Regions from separate parts of the Triticum aestivum genome. Here region 1 is linked to region 2. The links are chromatin contacts, called in public Hi-C maps. All regions are on one chromosome and are shown on one strand. Each heading gives the region's core, a stretch centred on a gene start, on an enhancer-like site or on the middle of the called end of the contact. The rest is flanking DNA. Distances are from core to core; before and after follow the strand shown.

Region 1 (3,091 bases), core at 381-2,880, 650 kb before region 2:
GAGAAGCTACAATCCATCGCGACATACTCAGCTGATTTATTTTCCACCCTGCATTGGTTCAATCCACTTGTTTCTGTCAAGAGCACAGTGAACCTTGCTATTCTTGAATCTCACCCTACTACTATAGCAATGGCACAATCTCCACCACCACCTTCCCAGGAAGCGATCTAGATTCCAAGAACTTGGCTGTCTGGTCGTCTCCCAGGGTTACCAAAGTCGTGGCACTGAAGAGGGCCCGATTGAACGGCACCGTGTTGCCCGCCCAAGGTTTATCAAGATCCATCTATTCAGACCATCAAAGGAAAATATTGACCTATGAGATTTAGCAAACTTCTCCAACGAACCAAAAGTTAAACATCAGCTTTCGCACCTGTGGTAATAGTTGTACAGCCATCAACACATTTCATTCAACCTCGTGTTTACAAATTTTCAGATCTTGAATTCGACTGTTTTATGCAGAATTATTAAGATAAGAAACATCATTTCATTGGGAATGTCTGTCTGCAGCACGTTTTTGTGAAATCAACATATTCACTTCAATGAGAGAAAAGACACATCAACTCAAACACATGATGCTGAAAGTGAAGAAAGCTCCATAAATAAACACACAGACATGATTGATAGTGAGAGGTGGCCAGGTGAGAGTCAATGTACTCCCTCCGTTCCAAAATAGATGACCCAACTTTGTACTAAAGTTAGTACAAAGTTAGTACAAAGTTAGTACAAAGTTGAGTCATCTATTTTGGAACGGAGGGAGTAGCTCGCAAGCTACATCGGGCAATTGCACGGACCAGTGGGTTTAGTACTTGACTTTCCGAAGGGCTCCGTGTTTGGTTTGCCATGTTCCGTGCTTCATTTATCTCCACTAATACTGTTTCAGTTGTAGGATGGGGAATAGTTCATGGGCATTTTAGGGGGTGAATTTCAACTAGTACGTGTGTGTGTGCTTAACTGCAACTTACAGCAGGCTGGTATTTCCCAGAGAAAAAATCAATAATACAGTACTGCATTTCTGACGGGTAGGATCATACTAGGAACGAGAAAGAAGAGAAATGAAGATGCGATTGGTTCCAACTCACGAGGATGTTGAGCTTGCCGCCGAAGCGTTCGGCGACGTCGGCAATCAGGCGCTCCCGCTGCTCCCGGACGGAGAGGTCGCAGACGGAGGTTGTGACGCGGAAGCCCCTGGCCTCCCACTCCTTGAGGCGCTCGCCCAGCTCCGCCTCCTTCCGGGAGCAGGTGTGCACGGCCACCCCCAGCGCCGCAAGTTCCTCCACCACCGCACGCCTGCGCATCACACGAGCTCCTCAGGCCGGCCATCGAGGGGATCTCTCGGGGTTTGGGGCGCTGCTGGGGAAGAGAGAGAGGTGTCCGAGGGGTACCCGATCCCGCGGGTGCCGCCGGTGACGAGAGCCGTCTTCCCGTGAAGAGACCACCTTCCTGGAGCACCCGGCTGGCTCGACCCCGACGGCTCCGCCGCAGCCATCTGCCAACCACCCGCCGCTCTCTTCGGATTCTGTGCTTATCTGTTCGACGAACAGACGAGCGGAGATGTACTGGTAGACACTAGACAGTGATGTAGTGTGCGGTCGCTTCTCCTGGCGTACTTGTAGTATTAAGTGTTTTTTTTCGAGGGAAATGCCATAATGGCTGATGCACCCTATCACATACAGTACAATTAAAGAATTTGGAACAAGTTACGAAAACTGTAATCGAAAAAGAAAAGGAAAAAGTATATGATGTAGCAGCGGCAAAAACTATAAATTTGACCTATAGACGAAATGAATTCACAAAGTGAACTGTTCTTGAAAAAATTTCACTTCGCTGACTCTTTCGTGTAACGCCCGACAGCTAGGCGTCACACTATACTGTGCAGCGCCTGACTAACAGGCGCTACACGCCTACCCTATGTCACACCTCGGACTGGCTGAAAATTCCTAAGTCAATGTGCAACGCCTAAAAGCTAGGCGCTACACTATACGGTATAGATTGTGTATCGACGCACTACACGCAACGTACGGATCACCAAATCACGTGCATGCATGCCGTGTGCGTGCATGCGTGGCCACAGCCTCGTAGGGCCTACAGCAACATACTGCATGCATGAGTGTCGTGTGCTTGTTTGAATCGTTCGTGCTGCTAAATGCGAATCCTTTTAATTAACTGGATATATCAGTGTAGCGCCTAGGCGCTTAGGCGTTGCACATTAACTTAGAATTTTCAGACAATTCGAGGTTCGATGCTGGTTAGGTATGTAGCGTCTGTCAGTCAGGCGCTGCACAGTGTAGTGTGACGCCTTGCTATCGGGCGCTACATAAAAGGGTCAGCGGAGTTAAATTTTTTCAAGAACAGTTCATTTTGTGAATTCCTTTCGTCTACAGGTTAAATTTATAGTTTTTGCCTATAACAGCTACGTTTTCATCATTTCTTTATCTTTTGGCATGAAAAAAGGGAATGCAACGTGTTTGCTGTAACGGGAGGACTACACCGTCAATCGTGATGGCCAAGATTATCTCTACTACCTAATCTCTATCTCTACTGCCTAAAAAAAGATTTCCTCTCCCGTAAAAAACCGTTGCACTTCAATCATTCGTCCAGCCCTTCACTTCATCGGTTTTTGAAGGACACACTCCATCGATTTTTATTGGTCCACGCTTTATCCGTAAGGTAAGTTATCCCACTAGGCAAGTAGTGATTTAGGCTGTGTTTGGTTTCTCTCGGCTCGTTTAACTCTGCTCCGGGAGTGGACCAAACTTTAGCTTAATTTTATGGAGCTGCCAAAACCCAGCTCCCCAACTCCGCGGAGCGGGCAAGTTCCGAACAGGACCTTAATCACCTTAATTTTCATTCATTTTTTCACACTATCATTCAACCACCATAATTTACATTCCTTTCTTCACCCCATCATAAATCTCTTCTTTGGTAATCTCTTCTTTGTCAATCACGGTCCATAATACTCTCCTATTCAGAGGCGGTTTCAGGCCCCAGGCAGGCAGGGCCTTCGCCTGGGGTGTGCTGGAGAGATCCTTCGTTGACTGTAGCACAAATTGCACTGTAGATCACTATAGCACACTGTAGATAGAAGGCTTGC
Region 2 (3,447 bases), core at 7-2,506:
CTTAGGATTGGAATTTCGTTCCCCAACACCAATGTTGTGGTGGTGATGGTGGCATCATGCGGTTCAAGGATAAGGTTCCCGACTCCTGGTGCATCTAGCCGACGCGGTCTCATCGGTGTCGTAGAGGGTGGGAGGGGAATTTTCTGGTTGTTGTTCTTCAAGAGTGGTGGATCTGGTTGAGCCATATTATGTAGGTGGCCTTTGAGGGTGTCTTCTGGTGGAGTGGACGGTGTCATTTCTTGTATTGATCATGTGGCTCCTTCTCCGTCTGGCGACATTCGGACATTCGATTGTATTTCGGATGTCCAGACGTGAAGGTGGCCGCGTGCTGCCTGTTAGTGCAGGAGGAAGACGGCGTTGATTTCTTCGAGGATTGGCATGTAATTTTTAGTTTCTGTAATGACGGTCTGATAAGGAAGCGATTCAGTGCCCATATGCATATGCACATGGGCGTGAACAGTAATTGTTTAAAATAGCAATAAAATCCAAAAAAAACTGAAATTTGTTGGCATCCAACATGCTTGAACGTGTGATGTGCATGCAAAATTTTGTGACGTTTGAACATTCGATGCGGTCGTGGCAAAAAAGACAAAAATTGGTTGTGAAAGAAACTTTGAATAAGTACATTGTTTGGGCTCAATTTTGTCTTTCTTGCCTATAGATCCTCGAATGCCCAAACATCACGAAAATTTGCACCCTCCTTGCACACTCGATCACAGTCGATACCTAAAAAATTCTGAATTTTTTGAATTTTGTTACTATTTTATATGAAATTATTGTTCATCGGGTGTAGATGAGCCCGTGCTCATACTTGAATTACCGGTCTTATAAGGACTAGTCGATTCTAATATATGACGTTTGGTATTTTCACAAGAGAAGTGTGATTTTCAAATTGAGCACATGCATGTAAAGTCATATGTGTTGAACACATCCTCCAAACTAAAAAGCGGGAATCGACTATTTGCACGACATTATGGACTCCGTGGTCTTCGTCCATGGCATTCAAAAGGAGCACGTGGTTAAACAGCTCCGTGCTTCCAAAGGCCTCTCGGCGCGCAGCTGTTCCGTTTTCGTCCATTTGCACGACATTTTTTCAAAGCCCACCTGACCCGATCAGAAGGCCATGCCTCCCTCTCCTAAACACTGCTTAACGTGTGTACGCATGTGGCCACTGCCCACTGGGCCACGCGCTCACTAACTAACCGCGACGTACTACCAGTGCCGTTACATCTGCCCGTGCATATATACTGCCTCGGTACCCAGTCGGGAGCCAAGAGATGAGCCTCCCGTTTGATCGTAGCAGAGTGGTTTTGATTGTGCCAGTGCGACTACGACTGCTACCCCGCGCCCGCGCCGACGAGAGCAGAGAAGCGAAGCGAATTCTAGAAGGAGCCGTAAATAAATACTCCTCCTAGCCGGTGAGAGCAACGCCAACGCCCATAGTTCCGTCCCATACCACACAACCACTAGCTAGCAACCAGAGACTCACTGCCGCCGCCGCCGCCGCTGCTTGCATTGGAGGCGCTAGCCTAAGGCTGTGCCATCTTCGTTCTTCGACGACGACCGCGAAAATTGTAGGGCTGGCAGACTGGTGGCCGGCCGGCGCGGCGGCCGAAGCCCAAGCCGAGGAGATGGGGAGCATGGACGGCCACCCGCTCCAGGGCAACCACGCCTACGCCCACGTCCCTGCCGGCAGCAACAACGACGAGGACGACGCGTCGCCGCCGCCCTCGGCCGGCGGGGGGTCCTCGGGGTCGGGCCGCCGGCCGCGCGGCAGGCCCCCGGGGTCCAAGAACAAGCCCAAGCCGCCCGTGGTGGTGACGCGGGAGAGCCCCAACGCGATGCGCTCCCACGTGCTGGAGATCGCCAGCGGGGCCGACATCGTCGAGGCCATCGCGGCCTTCTCCCGCCGCAGGCAGCGCGGCGTCTCCGTCCTCAGCGGGAGCGGCGCCGTCACCAACGTCACGCTGCGCCAGCCCGCGGGGACCGGGGCGGCCGCCGTCGCCCTGCGGGGGCGGTTCGAAATACTCTCCCTGTCCGGCGCCTTCCTCCCGGCGCCGGCGCCGCCCGGGGCGACGGGGCTCGCCGTCTACCTCGCGGGCGGGCAGGGGCAGGTGGTCGGAGGCAGCGTGATGGGGGAGCTGCTCGCGTCGGGCCCCGTCATGGTGATCGCGGCCACGTTCGGCAACGCCACGTACGAGAGGCTGCCGCTGGATCAAGACGCCGAGGAGGGCGCTGTGCTGTCCGGGTCGGAGGGCGCCGCCACGCAGCTGGAGCAGCAGGGCAGCGGGGGCGCCGCCGTGCCCCCGCCGATGTACGCCGTGCCGCAGACGCCGCCCAGCGACATGTTCGGGCAGTGGGGGCAGGCGGCCGTGGCGCGGCCTCCGCCGACGTCATTCTAGCGCTGCACCGGCGAATCCTCGCGCGCGCGGTTCCTCTACCTAGCTAGTTTAGCTTTCTGCTTCTTCCCTAGTCGTTTGCCTAGCTTCCATTATCTTGTTAATTAATGTGCTATGTCATGCATGGGTACTTGTATGGTATATTTTTTCCCTTTTTTGTTTTCATTCCTCTTCCGTCTTTGAAGCTTGGGAATGTAAAATTCCTACAGGTATCAAGAACCCAACGAACAATGGTTGCTCGTCAATTAGCTTCTTAATTTCCAATGATCAATTGGTTTTCGCCTCCTAATTTCCAATGATCGATTCTTAGAGCATCTTCAGCCGTTGGCCCCCCAGGGGGCGCCTAAAATCACCGTCTGGGGTGACCCGGCGAAAAAAATGGGCCTGGGCGAGTTGGCCCCCAGCCGCCGCCCCCAGGGCCGGCCCCAGACGCGGGAAAAAAAATTGTGTACCAAATTTACGCAAAGTTCGGCTAAAACACGCCAAATTTCGGCAAACTTGGGCTTATATTCGCGGATTTAAGTCGAGTAGTCGCAATTACATATAAAAACTAATAAAAAAACTAATCGGGAAGATGGAGTGGCTGGGGAGAAGAGATCGGCGGCGGCGCTCGGGAGATGAAGTGGCTGGGGGAGAACAGATCGGCGGCGGCGCTCGGGAGATGGAGTGGCTGGGGGAGAAGAGATCGGCGGCGGCGCTCGGGAGAGGGAGTGGCTGGGGGAGAAGAGATCGGCGGCGGTGCTCGGGAGAGGGAGGGCTGGGGGAGAAGAGATCGGCGGCGGCGCTCGGGAGAGGGAGGGCTGGGGGAGAAGAGCTCGGCGGCGGCGCTCGGGAGAGGTGGAGAGGTGGCACTCATCACAGGCGAGCGAGGCCATATATAGCCGCGCCGCGTCCGTGTGTACGCGTCCGATGGAGGGGAGGCGTCGGCGCGCCGCCCCGTGAACGGCGGCAGCCTTGCCATTGATTCCCCGCGGGAAACCGAGGCGTCGGGAGAAGACGAGGCGGGCGGTGTCGTTGACGCAGCTGGCCCGCGGCGCTTTCGCGCCAA

What was found. A called contact is a pair of places that touch in the nucleus more often than the background predicts.
Region 1: a Hi-C map of leaf shows a contact between it and region 2, with 4 times the contacts expected there. The contact joins the promoter of LOC123097933 here to the promoter of LOC123097930 in region 2. A contact is called at or near these places in 3 of 5 Hi-C or Micro-C datasets (all in leaf).

The regions. Positions count from the first base shown.
Region 1 is chr4D:362,795,064-362,798,154 of IWGSC CS RefSeq v2.1, reverse strand. It overlaps LOC123097933 (tropinone reductase homolog At5g06060), which reads right to left and starts at 1,630. Exons shown (of 5, transcript XM_044519780.1): 1 at 1,383-1,630; 2 at 1,080-1,287. The coding sequence starts at 1,486.
Region 2 is chr4D:362,144,224-362,147,670 of IWGSC CS RefSeq v2.1, reverse strand. It overlaps LOC123097930 (AT-hook motif nuclear-localized protein 29), which reads left to right and starts at 1,256. Exons shown (of 1, transcript XM_044519777.1): 1 at 1,256-2,663. The coding sequence starts at 1,632. The coding sequence ends at 2,402.